2 separate regions of the Mus musculus genome follow, and region 2 is linked to region 1. A link is a contact called in public Hi-C data. All regions are on one chromosome and are shown on one strand. Each heading gives the region's core, a stretch centred on a gene start, on an enhancer-like site or on the middle of the called end of the contact. The rest is flanking DNA. Distances are from core to core; before and after follow the strand shown.

Region 1 (6,920 bases), core at 3,191-5,690:
GGCCCATCCCTATTACAGATGGCAAACAGGCAAGAGTCTGAGTCCAGAGTCAGACCACAAAGAACCTGCCACCAGAAAAGGCATCTGTCAATGGTGCCACAGTACATCTCTTTCCAATAAAGTAGAGAACAGAAGGTGAGGCCAATAAACACTTGGATATTTTTGTTGTTTTTTGAAAAGCATCTGATTGCCAAAATATTCTTAGCAAAGTTCTTTTTTTTTTTTTTTTTAAGTTGGAAGACAGAATGTAGAATATGTTAGAATTTTTGAGCAGATGAGCAAAGTTGTCAAGGAGGCGCTGTGGAAGGTCTGCAGGTGGCTGGCAGTGGGTTTTATTCCCTGGTGATTGACAGGCTGCCTGTTGCTCTGTTGTCGCATGATTAATATTGGCCAACTTGCAACTTGTCAATGCCTCAACTGAGAACAATCGCTTGTCCCTCATCTAAGACGGTAAAATATGCAGATGACTTTATGTGACACCCACGCAAACGTTTACATGGTCCTGGTTTTGTTTTGTAATGAAATAAGCAATATATAACACCTTGGTGTTAGGAAAGAGTTACCTGTGACTAGCTCTCATTAGTAGCTAATGCAATAGGATGAAGCAAGGGTTTGAACAACTTCATTATGAGTGTTGGTTATATAAATACAGGGTTTCTAATTCTCTCGCAGATAACTTTAGAAACTTAGCTATTGCCAGAATCTGCTAAATCTTCCTACCTTGCAGTGATAGTTCTGATATAAGAATGTTTCAGCTCCTAATTGCTGTGTGTGTGTGTGTGTATGTGTGTGTGTATGTGTGTGTATGTGTGTGTGTGTATGTGTGTGTGTGCGTGTATGTGTGTGTATGTGTGTGTGTGTATGTGTGTGTGTATGTGTGTGTGTATGTGTGTGTGTATGTGTGTGTGTGTATGTGTGTGTGTGTATGTGTGTGTGTATGTATGTGTGTGTATGTGTGTGTGTATGTGTGTGTGTGTGTGTGTATGTGTGTGTCTTGTCCTGGGTGTATGACAAAGCTCCTCTCCCTTTCCAGTAAAGCTTGGTTATTGCATGCTGTAAGTTCACGTTTCTGGGGTGCACGCTTAGCCGCCCAGGGAAGGACATTGGATGTCTTGCTCTATCAATCAGTCTTCGCTCTATTCCAGCCTCTCGATGGTTCTGAAGCTAGGCAGATGGACAGCAGTCATTCAAAATGATCCATGTTTGCACCCTCCAGTGCTGAGATTACAGGCATGTGCACAGCCACATTCAGCTTTCACGCGGGCACCGGGGTGCCGGGGTGTGCTTCAGATCTGTATGATACCAGTGCAGCAAGCGCTCTCCCCTGTAAGCCCTCCCTCCAGCCTCTAACTGCTTTTAATATGAAGGTCTTTAAGTCTTGTAACCTGAATAACAGTGCAGATGAACAGCATAAAACCATTTTTCCCCTGAGAAGAGCCAGCAAGAGGACCAAGCAGGTAAAAATGCTTGCTGAGAGTGCCTGGTGACCAGAGGTCAAGTTCTGGATCTAACTCTCAAAAGTTGTCCTCTGACCTTCACATGTGTGCCCTGGCATGTGCACACATGTGCCCTGGCATGTTCACACATGTGTGCCCTGGCATGTGCACACATGTGCCCTGGCATGTGCACACTGGCATTCACAAACGCACATAATACATACACACAGAAAATAAACTTTTAACTCAGCTTATTAAAAACAATGAATTTATGAAATTCTTAGGCAAATGGATGGAACTAGAAAGCATCATCCCAAGTGAGTTAATCCAATCACAAAAGAACACACATGGTATGCACTCACTGATAAGTGGATATTAATTAGCCCAGAAGCTTGGAATACCCAAGATCCAATTCACAGACCACATGAAACTCAAGAAGAAGGAAGATCAAAGTGCAGATACTTCGATCCTTCTTAGAAGGGGAAACAAAATACCCATGAAAGGAGTTACAGATACAAAGTGTAGAGCAGAGACTAAAAGAATGGTGGTCCAGAGACTGCCCCACCTGAGGATCCATCCCATATACAATCGCCAAACCCAGATACTCTTGTGGATACCAACAAGTGTTTACTGACGGAAGCCTGTTACTGCCATCTCCAGAGAGGATCCACCAGTGCCTGACAAATACAGAGGTGGATCCTCGCAGCCAACCATAGGACAGAGCACAGGGTCCCCAATGAAGGAGCTAGAGAAAGGACCCAAGGAGCTGAAGGGGTTGCAGCCCCATAGGAGGAACAACAATATGAACTAACCACTACCCCCAGAGCTCCCAGGGACTAAATCACCAACCAAAGAGTACACATGGAGGGACGCACGGCTCCAGCTGCATATGTAGCAGAGGGCGGCCTAGTCAATGGGAGGAAAGGCCCATGGTCCTGTGAAGGCTCTATGCCCCAGTGTAGGGGAATGCCAGGGCCAGGAAGCAGGTGTGAGTGGGTTGGTGAGCAGGCTGTGGGGGGAAGGGATAGGGGATTTTCGGAGGGGAAACCAAGAAAGAGGACAACATTTGAAATATAAATAAAGTAAATATCTAATAAAAAAATCCAATAACAAAGAAAAATAAACTTTAAAAAATATATTATTTGAGACTGTAGCATTCTGTTCCTTTAACATTCAAGGAAGTGTCATATTCAGTGACATATATGGAATCCCTGAGAAGGAGGACAGAGAACAGGAAATAGCATCTCCAGTAGCTACTTCTATATGAATAGAAAGGCCTCCCGGTCACAGCTGCTACAAGTGCAAGTTCCTCACCCATGAGACATGGAGCCACTTGGTCCCAGCTGGTCACCTGTGAGGTTACTATTTGTCTGGGCTTTGCTGGAAAGGGAGAGGGGGTTTGTCATACCCACAGGACAAGACAGAAAGCCTGAGTCTGTATATATGTATGTGTATATACACACACACACACACACGGTTGTGTGTATATATACATACATATGGTAGAGAATAAAGTTTATTTAGGGCATGGGAAGTAGAATTGGGAGGAGAGTAGAGGCAGAGAGAAAGGAGAGAGACAAGAGGAGTAGAGGCTTGCCAAGACCATGTAGAGAGAGGGGGGAGAGGAATAGGGGGAGAAAGGACAGAGAGGAATAAGGTAAGAGGGAAAGAGAGTAAGAGAGCAACAGAGTAAGAGCAGAAAACCCCAGTCTTAACATTCTGAGTTTAATCACTAAAAACATGAAAATACCCTAGTATCAGTAAGACGGAGCGTGTGCGTGTGTGCATGTGTGTGTGTGCATGTGCGTGTGTGCGTGTGCGCGTGCGCGCGCGCGCGCGCGTGTGTGTGTGTGTGTGTGTGTGTGTGTGTGTGGCAGTCCTGAAGACGGAAAAGGAGCCCTGTGGTAGGACAATTGCTCAGCGTGGAACTAGAACCACATATCTCCCAGGACCCAAAGGACAAAGAAAAATAACCTCTCACCACTGTGATGCATTCATTGTATGCCAATAGATGACAGTTCTCAGACCCAACCAAACATCAGGGCTCTCCTAGTGACTTCAGGCACTTCTATACAAAAACCACATCCCCTACGGGTCTTCACCTGTTACATTTTAAATAAACTTCTGAAGAGGAACAAATGGCTTTCTAGCCTGCATGTGAGTTTCGTGAAGAGCAAGTGGGTAGAGAGGAAGGAACCCAGAGTCTCAGTGAGGAAGCCGGGTTATGGACTCAGCTGCAGCCCCACTGCTCAAGAACTTGGCTCATCGTTCTGATGGGCAGCCCCTGAGAATAGGTGGAGTTTGTATTAGTCGGGGTTCTCTAGAGTCACAAAACTTACTGGAATGACTAACAGTCTGCAGTCCAACTAACCCAACAATGGGCAGCTGTGAATAGGAAGTCCAAGAATCTAGAAGTCGCTCAGTCCCATGAGGCTAAGTGTCTCAGCTGGTCTTCTGTACAAGCTGGAATCCTGAAGAAGGTTCCAACAGATGTGCTGGCCAGCAAGTGCAAACTGGCGAAGAATAAACCCTTCCTTCTTCCATTGTCCTTCTGTAGGCCTCCAGCAGAAGGTGTGGCCCAGATTAAAGATGTGTACCACCAGGCCTGGACCTAAGCTTTTTTTTTTTTTTTTTTTTTAATTCAGAGATCCACTTGCCTCTGTCTCCTGGAATTAAAGGCGTGTACCACCTTGCCTGAGCCTAGCCCATCATGGCCACTGTTCCTCAAGATCTGGATCAAAGACCTGTCTCTTCCAGTTCCAAGATCTGGATCACAGGTGTGCCCTCTGTTTTTGGATTGCAGCTCATTCCGGGTGGAGTTGACAAGCAGGAACAGCCATCGCAGAGTTCAACAGGCTCCTCTGACCTGAGAGGATTTGCTAAGGGGAAACATCTGCTTCTCAACAACTGGAAGCGCACCTCGATAACTGCCTTTTACAGAGTGCCAGACTTGTGTGTCTAAATTAAGGCTGAGAAGTACAGGAAGCAGAATGCTGATGCTTGCATGGAGTTACTGTTACTGTGTTACTGTGACGGAATAGAAAGGAAACATGATATCTTGTGGGGGTTTTTTGGATAAACAATGTTTCTAAAGTATGAGAGGATGGGGGAAGGGTAGTGGTGTGTTTTCACGTGATCACATCAAAGTCCTGGTGAAACCTCACACTGGCAGAGGGACCCAGTTTCCAAAGGGCTTTTACGCGTACAACTTGTGTGAAATGTGTATCAACCCCACAGAGTCCATAAAGCACAGTGCACTGACCGTTTGTCCAGTGAGGGAAAAGAGATTCAAAGGTTAATTAGTAATGAAGTAAAAACTCAAATCCAGACCTTGAGATTTCCTGCAGAGCTCTGATGACTCGCCTCCCACCATTTTAAAGCTTTTTATTTTGTAGGTATTAAGTATTCGCCTACATCTATACCTGATGTCCACAGAGGCCAGAAGAGGGCATGAGAACCGCTGGGACTTGGGTTACAGATAGTTACGAGTCAGGCCAGGTGCTAGGAGTCAAACCCAGGCCCTCTGCATCAGCAGTGGTTAGTCTCAACAGTCGAGCTAGCTCACCAGGTCTCCCTACTAATTAATATTGAATCAACCACTCACTTTAAATGTCAGTTCATGGCGGCCCTAGTTCTGAGGATGCTGAACTTGCAAACTATTCATAGAAACACTGGTCACAAAAGACCAAAGCAAAAGGCAACTCCAGCGTCCACTGGCAGAGGAGAGGTGCTCTACACACACAGCATGGGATGTAGTTCAGCTTTAAAAGGGAAGGGAATTTAGGGGCAACTGACGTGAACAGAACTTGAGGCCACTGCACTGAGGGCAATAAGCCAGTCATAAAAGAAAAAAGGAATATTCTACTTCCATTTTCATGGGCTACCTACACTAGTGCAAGTTCTTCAGCTACACTGCCGCTGCCTTCAGACACAGCAGAAGAGGGCATCAGATCTCATTACAGATGGTTGTGAGCCACCACCTGTTGCTGGGATTTGAACTCAGGACCTCTGGAAAAACCAGTCAGTGCTCTTAACCACTGAGCCAGTAAATGAACTTCACCAGGCGTGGCCTTTAATCCCAGCAATCCGGAGGCAGGTGGGTCTCTGAGTTCAAGGACAGTTTAGTCTACAGAATGAGTTCTAGGCCAGGCAGGGCTTATTACACAGAGAAACATTGTTGCAGGCAGGGGAGGGGGTTGGACGGAGTATCTGGCCTCTGCCTTCAAGTTTAGTTTTTAATGGGAATCACAATACATCTCCATAATTATTTCAGATAGTTTCATTGTGGTTACCATTTGGCCATGTACAGTTGTGGGACTGTAAGCACATCTGTACCACTGTGCCGTCCTCACTACTCCTCCCCCATCTCAGACCGAAAGAGCACCCTCCACATTCCGGATTCTAACACTTCTCCAGCGCCCTGCAGCCAGTACACGCCCCAGCTCCGGAGTTTGACTATTAAGGTACAGTCGTCCAAGTGGGACCACCCAGCCTTTGCCATTTGCAGCTGACTCGTTTCATTAAGCACACTGGCTTCAGAGTTCATCCCTGTTGTAGCTGCACTTCTTCATTCACAGCCCAATGAAGACCTTTGTTGAGAACATTTTGTCACAAAGGGCACTTCAGTTGTTCTCCATCTCTTACATATGAAACATGTTACTTGGAGGTACAAACACTGTCCAAGTTCCTGCTTGTGGTCCTCCAGTCTGTACATCCAGAAGAGGAATTACTGGACCATATGGTAATTCTGTTTAATTGTTTTCAAAACTTCCATAGCAGGCTTTTTCCTCCCTTCCTTTCTTCCTCTCTGGTAGCAGTAGTGAAGACTGAAGCCCAGAACTCTGGCATACTAGACAAGCACTCTGCCACAGAACTACAGCGCTTACCTCTCCACATCAGGCTGTAAAGATTTTACACTCCTGTCAACAAGACACAAGAATTCCAGTTTCCCCCCATCCTCAGCTACACTTGTATTGTCTGTCTTGTTGGTGTTTTATGGTAGCCACCCAGTGGGGCGGAGGGGATAGCAGCCTGTGGTTTCCACTTGTGCTTTCCTGATGGCTGGTAACGTAGAGAGAGCATCATGTTTCCGGTGCTCACCAGTACATCTTCTTTGGGAAATGTCCTCTCAGGTCTTTTGCCAATATATTCTTAGTATTTGACGTCAACTTTGAGAATGTTGCAAGAAATGGCAAGAAGAGAGAAACGGATGTGTGGAAAGAATGCTTACTGGTTCATCCAGAGCACACTGTGGTAAGTAAGGGCCAGAGTCAGAGACATTTCACAAAGTTCAGGCAAGCGCAGAGACAGCTTAGAGCAGAGATGGCGGTGAAGGTGACAAGACAGATGACACATGTGAGCCAGGTTTTGGCACGCTGATGTACTTTAATCCTTCTTTCCAAAAAGGCCAATGAAATTCACTGGGCAGCGTTCAATTGTGGTGGCTTCATGAACTAACCCAGGAAGCAGCCTAAGTCAATCATG
Region 2 (6,920 bases), core at 2,699-5,198, 5.3 Mb before region 1:
TTTTTTTTTTTTTGGTGGAGATGAAGGGGTGGGTCTATGGTACATCACCTGAGTTGTGGGGTAAATGTAGAGAGTGTCAATCAAAGGCAGAGCTCTCAGAGCTGGGAAGGAGGCTCTAGATGGCGGCTGTGCCTTAGAGAGAGCGCGCTTTGCTCCCTGCTTCGGTTCACTTTACGCAACTTTCCCTAACTTTCGGGCAGCCTCAGGGGGCCCCCGCAGCCCCCTGCCTCTTCTAGTGACTTACTGGGGTCGATCCGAACCTTTTTTTGGGAGAAAAGCTGCTTTTAGGAGCTTTCTTTTCGTGCCTTGTTGGAAGAAGCTGCCGTATTGAGAGCCCAGGTCGTTGTTTTTTCCAGCTTAGAAGCCATGGCGCACCTCCATTTTTGTGCGCTCTCCTAATGAGGTTTTTTTTTCCCCTTCCGGACCTGTTTTAGTATTAATTATTGCTTTATTTTTTGACAAGTCAACATATTTGAGGATTATTTCATTTACTTTTTGTTTTTTAACGGAGAATTTTGCGTTTTTAAAAATTATTTTGGATCGGATATTTTTCTACTACTAGATAGGACTCTTGCTTTGGACCTACTACATGGATCAGGTAAGTCCATGATAATCAGTGATAATTTTAAAAAAATTAATGTTGAACTTGGCTTTATTTACTGTAAATATGAGAAATTCCTGGATGACGCAATAAGATAGAGAGATTGTTATTTGTATCCAGTGTGTTACTTTTGAGAAACTTTCCTTATTGATAGTGATGCTTCTGTCGTTCAGTTTATCCCCCTCTCATTTTAAAACGGAAAAATAGAAATATTTTGTTTTTCTGGTGTTTATCGTTGTTGCATTACATGAATATCGCTAACATCGTCAGGACTTTGTTCCTGATAATAAAACCATCCGCAGAAGCTGGGACCTCACCTTTCTTTCAACTTTTGACAGTAAATACCTGGGCACAGGACTTCAAAGCAAACACAGATTCCCCCTCCCCCTTAATATTTAAGAATTAAAAGATGATGAGAAATAAGGACAAAAGCCAAGAGGAGGACAGTTCGCTACACAGCAATGCATCGAGGTATGAGCTATCAACTTTCTTTCTTTCTTTCTTTTTTTTTTTTTTTCGGGAAACCTCAGCTTACACTTGTTTACTTTGACAGACATGGATTGCTGTCTGTATTTCAAGAATTTTCTAACTTGGGTTGGTTTTTAAAGCGTGACCTTGAGATTGCTAACATGCCACACCCTGATTTTTTGGTATCAATTTATGAAAGTTGAGTTGTGACTTAAGGCCTCTTACAGCATTCAGAAGGTAATGTACTTTTCTCCGGAGGGGCCTTTCCTAGAAACTGTAGTTTTTCTGTCAGTAAATTTTCAGGTTTTAGGTTTTCATGCTGCAGAAAAATGACCTTGTCTGTTTAGCCATTGCTGCATTGCACCATTTTACATACAAGGCAAATTTTTTTCTTTGAAGAATCTGGGATATTCAAACTTGTAACCGAGGGCCATAGAGCAGCCTGGTAGTAGTAAATTATAGTAAATAGACATTTGAGAAAGTTATATGAATGAAAAAATGTACATTTAAAAACACAATCACAAATAGGACCCCTTGACTGATGCCTTTCAGTTTATATTTTTGATTGTTTCTTTTGATACACGTGACAATTAAAATTTTTTTTATGACTTATCAAAACCTTAATAAATAGTTCCTGAGATCATTAAATCTGTAACCACAAAAATTTTGGAATGCTATTAATACTTAAGCTTTGTGTTTGTTACTATGGCAATGTAATTGTATTTTTTATGCTTAAAATATTACAAGGTTTATGTTTGTGTATATTAAGACAGTTCTTTCTGGTTGATAATAATTGTATTTTATTTTATCCTTATGTTTTAGTTGGTGCTGCTTTAAATGTATCCATTTATTTTGACAGTGTCCTGTAATGCTTTCTCTTCTGAAGCTTTTTAATGTGCTGTTTGTTTAAATCATGATTTCTCCTTCATTCTTTGAAGTAGCTTATCAGTGGCTGAAGTAATAAAGCATATAAGATATTTTTTGTTGTATGACTGTATCTTTATGTTAATTTAAAAATGTGAATGCATTTCTGGATGTGTTCTTAAGAATTGTCATGTCATAGTTTTAAAATCATGCAGCTAACAAGAATGTGATTGGTATATGATCCAATTTTGATTTTACTTTATAATTTTACATAAAATTCTTGTTTAAATTAGCTTTTAAATTTTGAAGTGTGGAATATAGTTTTTTACAAATTGATGAGTTTACTCTTTACTAAAAATATTTTGAGCCTTGCGTTAAAAAATACATTTCCAAATTTCTATACAAATTGAGTAGTTACAATTTTGGATCTCTTTTAAGTTGCTTTTGTCATTACTGGGTCAAGGACAGAAAGCTTCTAATGCAAGACGAATTCTCTGGAAAGCCACAGTGTGAAGGCATAGGAAGCTTCAATGCATTTGACAGTCAGGAAAGACCCAGAGTTAGACTTGTTACCCCCTTGAGTATATGATTTGCATATTCTCACCAGGGTTTTGGCTTTCTTATGCAAGGTTTTTTGTTTCATTGATCAGACTGCTCTAACTCTTGAAGTGATGTCTTTGAATAAACTTAGTATTATTTGGGTAATAACTTGGGCATTGTGATGCATTTAATTCCTTTAGTCAAAACAAGAAGCAGGTTTTTACTGTTTTTGCCAAGTATACTTTAAATCATATATTTGATGAATGTCCAGAATACTCCAGACTTGTTGAAGATGGAGTTACTTTTAAATTACTGTTACTCTTAAGTTATATACATTATTAATGCATGTATACAGTTATGACATCACTTCCTTTAAAGATTGTAAAGTTTAAAGAATGTTTGTGTTTTGTGTGATGATATTTCTCCGGAGTTGAAATTTATGTTGCCCTTGTGTAGCTAGGTGTTCCTGTGTCATCCAGTAGGTTGACACTGTAGAGAATTAATTTTTGAAAAAATAGTGTTTAGGGAACACAACTAAAACCACCACCTTTGCAGCCTGATACTGCAGGGATTGAAAGGAATTGCTTTCAGATCAAATACACTTGAGAGACTGCGATCAGCAAAAGTTTTAAGTTTTCCTGTTTTTGAAACAAGCACTATACTTTTAAAATAGTGATTATGTGTATTGCATTTTTTAAAGTTAATGCAGAAGTCTAATGTGCTTTGTATATCACGATTTTTGGAGATAAGTTTTTACTTTTTAAGAATGCAATTTTAAACAGTTCATATTTGTAAATTTTTAAATACAGTAGTCTTAGTGATGGACATAAAAAGTATGCCAAACACTTAAGTTATATCCAGGAACGGAAGGAAACCAGGGGGGAAGGAATGCACATGTTCTAGCACATGGCATTTCTAAATTGAAAATTAAATATCTATCTAAAAATTGTCTTGCCTTTGAGCCATATTTTGGTATCCAGAGGTGTGGGTAAATCTTAACGTTTTTCGCTAGCCTTGTAAGGCAGGGATGATTAGAAAAGGCATGAGCAGTGTTTGTGTACTGGGACAGGCAGTTTTAAGTGGCAGCCATTTTATGACGCTGATAATAATACTTTTAAAAAATCGAATTTTTAAGAACGCTGAAAACAAACCTAATATCAGAACATCCTTTTCCCCACGTTCCCATAAGTACTCTGATGATGAAATAAAAGGCAGCTCGGTAGTTGGCGCAGGCAGCAGTTCTCGGAGGCCCTGGCATCTTGGTGCAAGTCCAGCTCAGTCACAAAATGGCTGTTCCTTTGTGCCGCAGCGCTGACAGACATACTGCATTGCACTGTGTACTCGCCAAACAGCAGGAAGTTGCTGTGCGGAGTTCAAAGGCCGGCCGGCGCTTGCGGCGAGTGCTGATTGGCTGTGTGAGCGCCTGGTAACAGCAGGGTCAACGGTGGCGCCGTCGGGCTGGTCCCGCCCCTTGACGTCAGACGGAGTGGGCGGGAGAACGCGGTGACGCGTGGCCTCGTGCGTCGGTCTGCTGCTTCCTCTATGGGCTCGGCTAGCGCCGGGGGCGGGGCAGAGGAAGGGAATTTTGGTCGGGACTTTCCGGTGGGCGGCTTCTTTCCGGACCGATTTGGATCCTTGCTGTCTTTAGGCCTGGCGTGTTGTGGTCCACACCACACCCTAGTGTGTTCCCGAGCCCGTCCTTGGAATGTTTATCCTCTTTTGGAGAAAAGACACAGTAATCGTAAATCTCCAAGTAGTAGTACGCTAGGTCTTTTTATTTACAGTTTCGCCTTAAAAAAAATTTTTTTTTAATGTTCCGGTGCGTTTTCTCCCGTTTAGTCCCTCGTTCTGTGTAAGGAGATTAGTGAGTTTCATTTTGTTCCCATTGGTTGAAAGCAGTTCAGTGTGAGTGTAATGTTTTTAATTCAATGGCCTTAACGGGTGTTTAAGCTCTGTCATACATGGCTCATAAACCAAGGGAAGAACATTTGAGCTTGTCCCCGTGCATTTTCACTTGGTATCAAACATTTTCTCAATTGACATTTGAGGAAGAAAAACTCAGGTCAGTATCTCTAGTGGTTTGTAAGAATCGCAGTGGGGTAGTTAAAGAAATGTTCTAGGGACGTTTACTTATATTATAACTACAAGTATCAGTGCATTAGGCAATACAAAACTGTTCAGTGTCCGCAAACTACTAAAGTGTTAGGGGCACTGGCTAAGACTCAACCTTAATTGGTAGTAGAAATTACTTGGTAAGGTCTTGAAATGCCTTGGCTGTAGTCTCCCTTTAGTTCATTTCTGGTAAACTTCTGTGTGGCTGCTCATTTCCTGCCTTGTTTGGGGTCCCTTGTAAGAATTTATTTTTAAAAATAGTTTACCAACTATGGCTCCAAATTAACTCATGAATAATGAATTTGACCTCGAAGAAAAAGCAGTGTTAGTACATCTCTTTGTTTACTTAAATATTCTTCATTCCAGTATAGTTTAGAACTATTAAACTATTCCTTAGGAGACACCATTAGCAATTCAGTAGATTATACTTTAAATATGGGCAACAGAGTGTGGTGGCATGTACCTTTCACGCAGTAAGTGGCAGAGGGAGGCAGACCTGTGAGTTCAAAGCCAGTCTGTCTGGTCTGCAAACAGCTCCAGGACAACCAGGGCTATACAGTGAAGACAGTTTTAAAAATGGTATGGGCTTCAATGTACCTAGAAATGTTTTTATGGGTGTTTATGAAAGGACCAATTCCCTGTAATGGATTTTATAGATTTTCCTTAATCTTGGTTGTTTAGGCGAAATTCTTAGTAAATTAGGGATTTTAAGATTGTTACGCAAAAGAACTACGCAGAAAAATTTATTCATGGCTATTGTGCACAAAATGCTTAATGTCCTTAGAGATCTATGTTTTGTAAAGTGATTCTGTATTTCCTGGTTTCAATACATTTTAAAGGGATTACTAAATAACAGCAACAAAAATAAAAGTATGTTGACACTAGAAGGAAGGTAGTAATTCCATCTTGCATTTTGGTGTATTAGAATTAAATTATATTAGTATTAGGTTTTAGTGTTTGCTTGTAGCCAACATTGCATTGTGTTTATGAGAGAGAATAAACAGCTTTATGGAAGATATCTTCAGCCTAGGTACTGCACTGAACAGGTTTGTGTGTATTATCATCACTGGTCTGCTGATTTAGGAGCTGATTCCAAGTGGAGCCAGTGAATGTAGCAAAATATTACTTTAGGTCTGCCCTTTGACCCTTTTTTTTTTTTTTAACACCCTGCGTAAATACGTCAGGATATGCCAAGAAATGTGTGTGTGATTTGACTAATAAAATTTGGACTTTGGTGAGCTTTGGTGACACTTGACTTTAGTTCCAGCTTCTCAGGAGGCAAAGGTAGGCAGATATCTGAGTTTGAGGACAGCCTGGTCTACCGAGGGAGTTCCAGGACATTGAAAAGCCCTGTCTTGAAGAACCAAAACAAGTCCCGGCAAAACAAAACAAAACCCTTGTACTTTGTAATGTTTTTTTGGGCTCTATTATAGATTAAGTCAGTGGGGGTTGGGAGAGGTGGCTAACTTGATAGTCTGTATGAAGCCCCTGGGTTTGAGTCCTAATTTCCCACACTGGCTGTGACATACCTGAAATGTTTGTATCTGGTTGGGATGTGGATCCTGGAGAATAAGAAGTTCAAGGCCATCCTCAGCTGTGTAGAGTTTCAGACTGGGCCTCCATACCTGAGATTCCAAACTCAGATACAAAGGTGCAGTTAATAGAGGTTTGCAAACAATATTTGATATGTTTTGCAAGCTAATTGTTTGAGGACTAAATGTATAATTTTATTTGAACTGTGCATACTTTACTGCGGTGTTCAGCCCAGCTGTCTAACTTGGCACCACATAGTTACTAAGATCACCTGAGGTCCACATTCATACCATCTCAAAATTTGGCAGCTACTACTGAAGATCTTTAGTGCTTTAGCTTTGCCTGACTACTTTAGAGCTCCTTTCTTGAGTTGTAAAGCTTTCTTGAGGAGCATTACTTGAACAAAGAAACTGTTTAAACACTTGCCCTACACCCAAGTTAGAGTTACTTTTGCATACCAATAGAAACCACTTGTAGCTTGCTTATCTTCAGTGATTGTCACGCTGCTGTGTATTACCTCATCCTTTCCAGCATGATCAGGCAGTCTCTCCAATGGTACCAACTATTACTTGTTTTGGAACTTTAAAGACATTATTAAGGGGAAAAAGAAAAGCCAGACTAAAACTATTTGACCCAAGCATCAAATGCCCTGAGGCTGCTTTCCTTTTTAAAATCAGCAGTTTAGCACTGTGGTTACCTTTGTTTATGTGCATGCTGTGACCTCTGATCCCTAATCCTTAGTTGATTAGGTGACACTGGGCCAGGCACTTCTGCAAAGCTATGCTGGAAATATTTGAGCTCA

What was found. A called contact is a pair of places that touch in the nucleus more often than the background predicts.
Region 2: a contact with region 1 is called in a Hi-C map of CD8 T cells, with 4 times the contacts expected there. The contact joins two enhancer-like sites. A contact is called at or near these places in 1 of 484 Hi-C or Micro-C datasets (CD8 T cells) and 1 of 115 datasets of contacts at active chromatin or transcription factors (embryonic stem cells).

The regions. Positions count from the first base shown.
Region 1 is chr7:68,283,646-68,290,565 of GRCm38.p6, reverse strand. All of the region lies in intron 1 of Fam169b (family with sequence similarity 169, member B), which reads right to left. Among named protein-coding and RNA genes, the nearest start is that of Gm16157, 11 kb to the right of the region's middle. Within about 2 kb of position 4,440, at least 72 of the 459 cell types and tissues checked have an H3K27ac peak or open chromatin away from gene starts, as enhancers often do. A contact at or near this core is called in CD8 T cells, where this site is marked.
Region 2 is chr7:73,534,924-73,541,843 of GRCm38.p6, reverse strand. Chd2 (chromodomain helicase DNA binding protein 2) reads left to right here and starts at 98. Exons shown (of 39, transcript NM_001081345.2): 1 at 98-598; 2 at 940-1,072. The coding sequence starts at 1,011. It overlaps Chaserr (CHD2 adjacent suppressive regulatory RNA), which reads left to right. Exons shown (of 5, transcript NR_037569.1): 5 at 1-2,046. Within about 2 kb of position 3,948, at least 407 of the 459 cell types and tissues checked have an H3K27ac peak or open chromatin away from gene starts, as enhancers often do. A contact at or near this core is called in CD8 T cells, where this site is marked.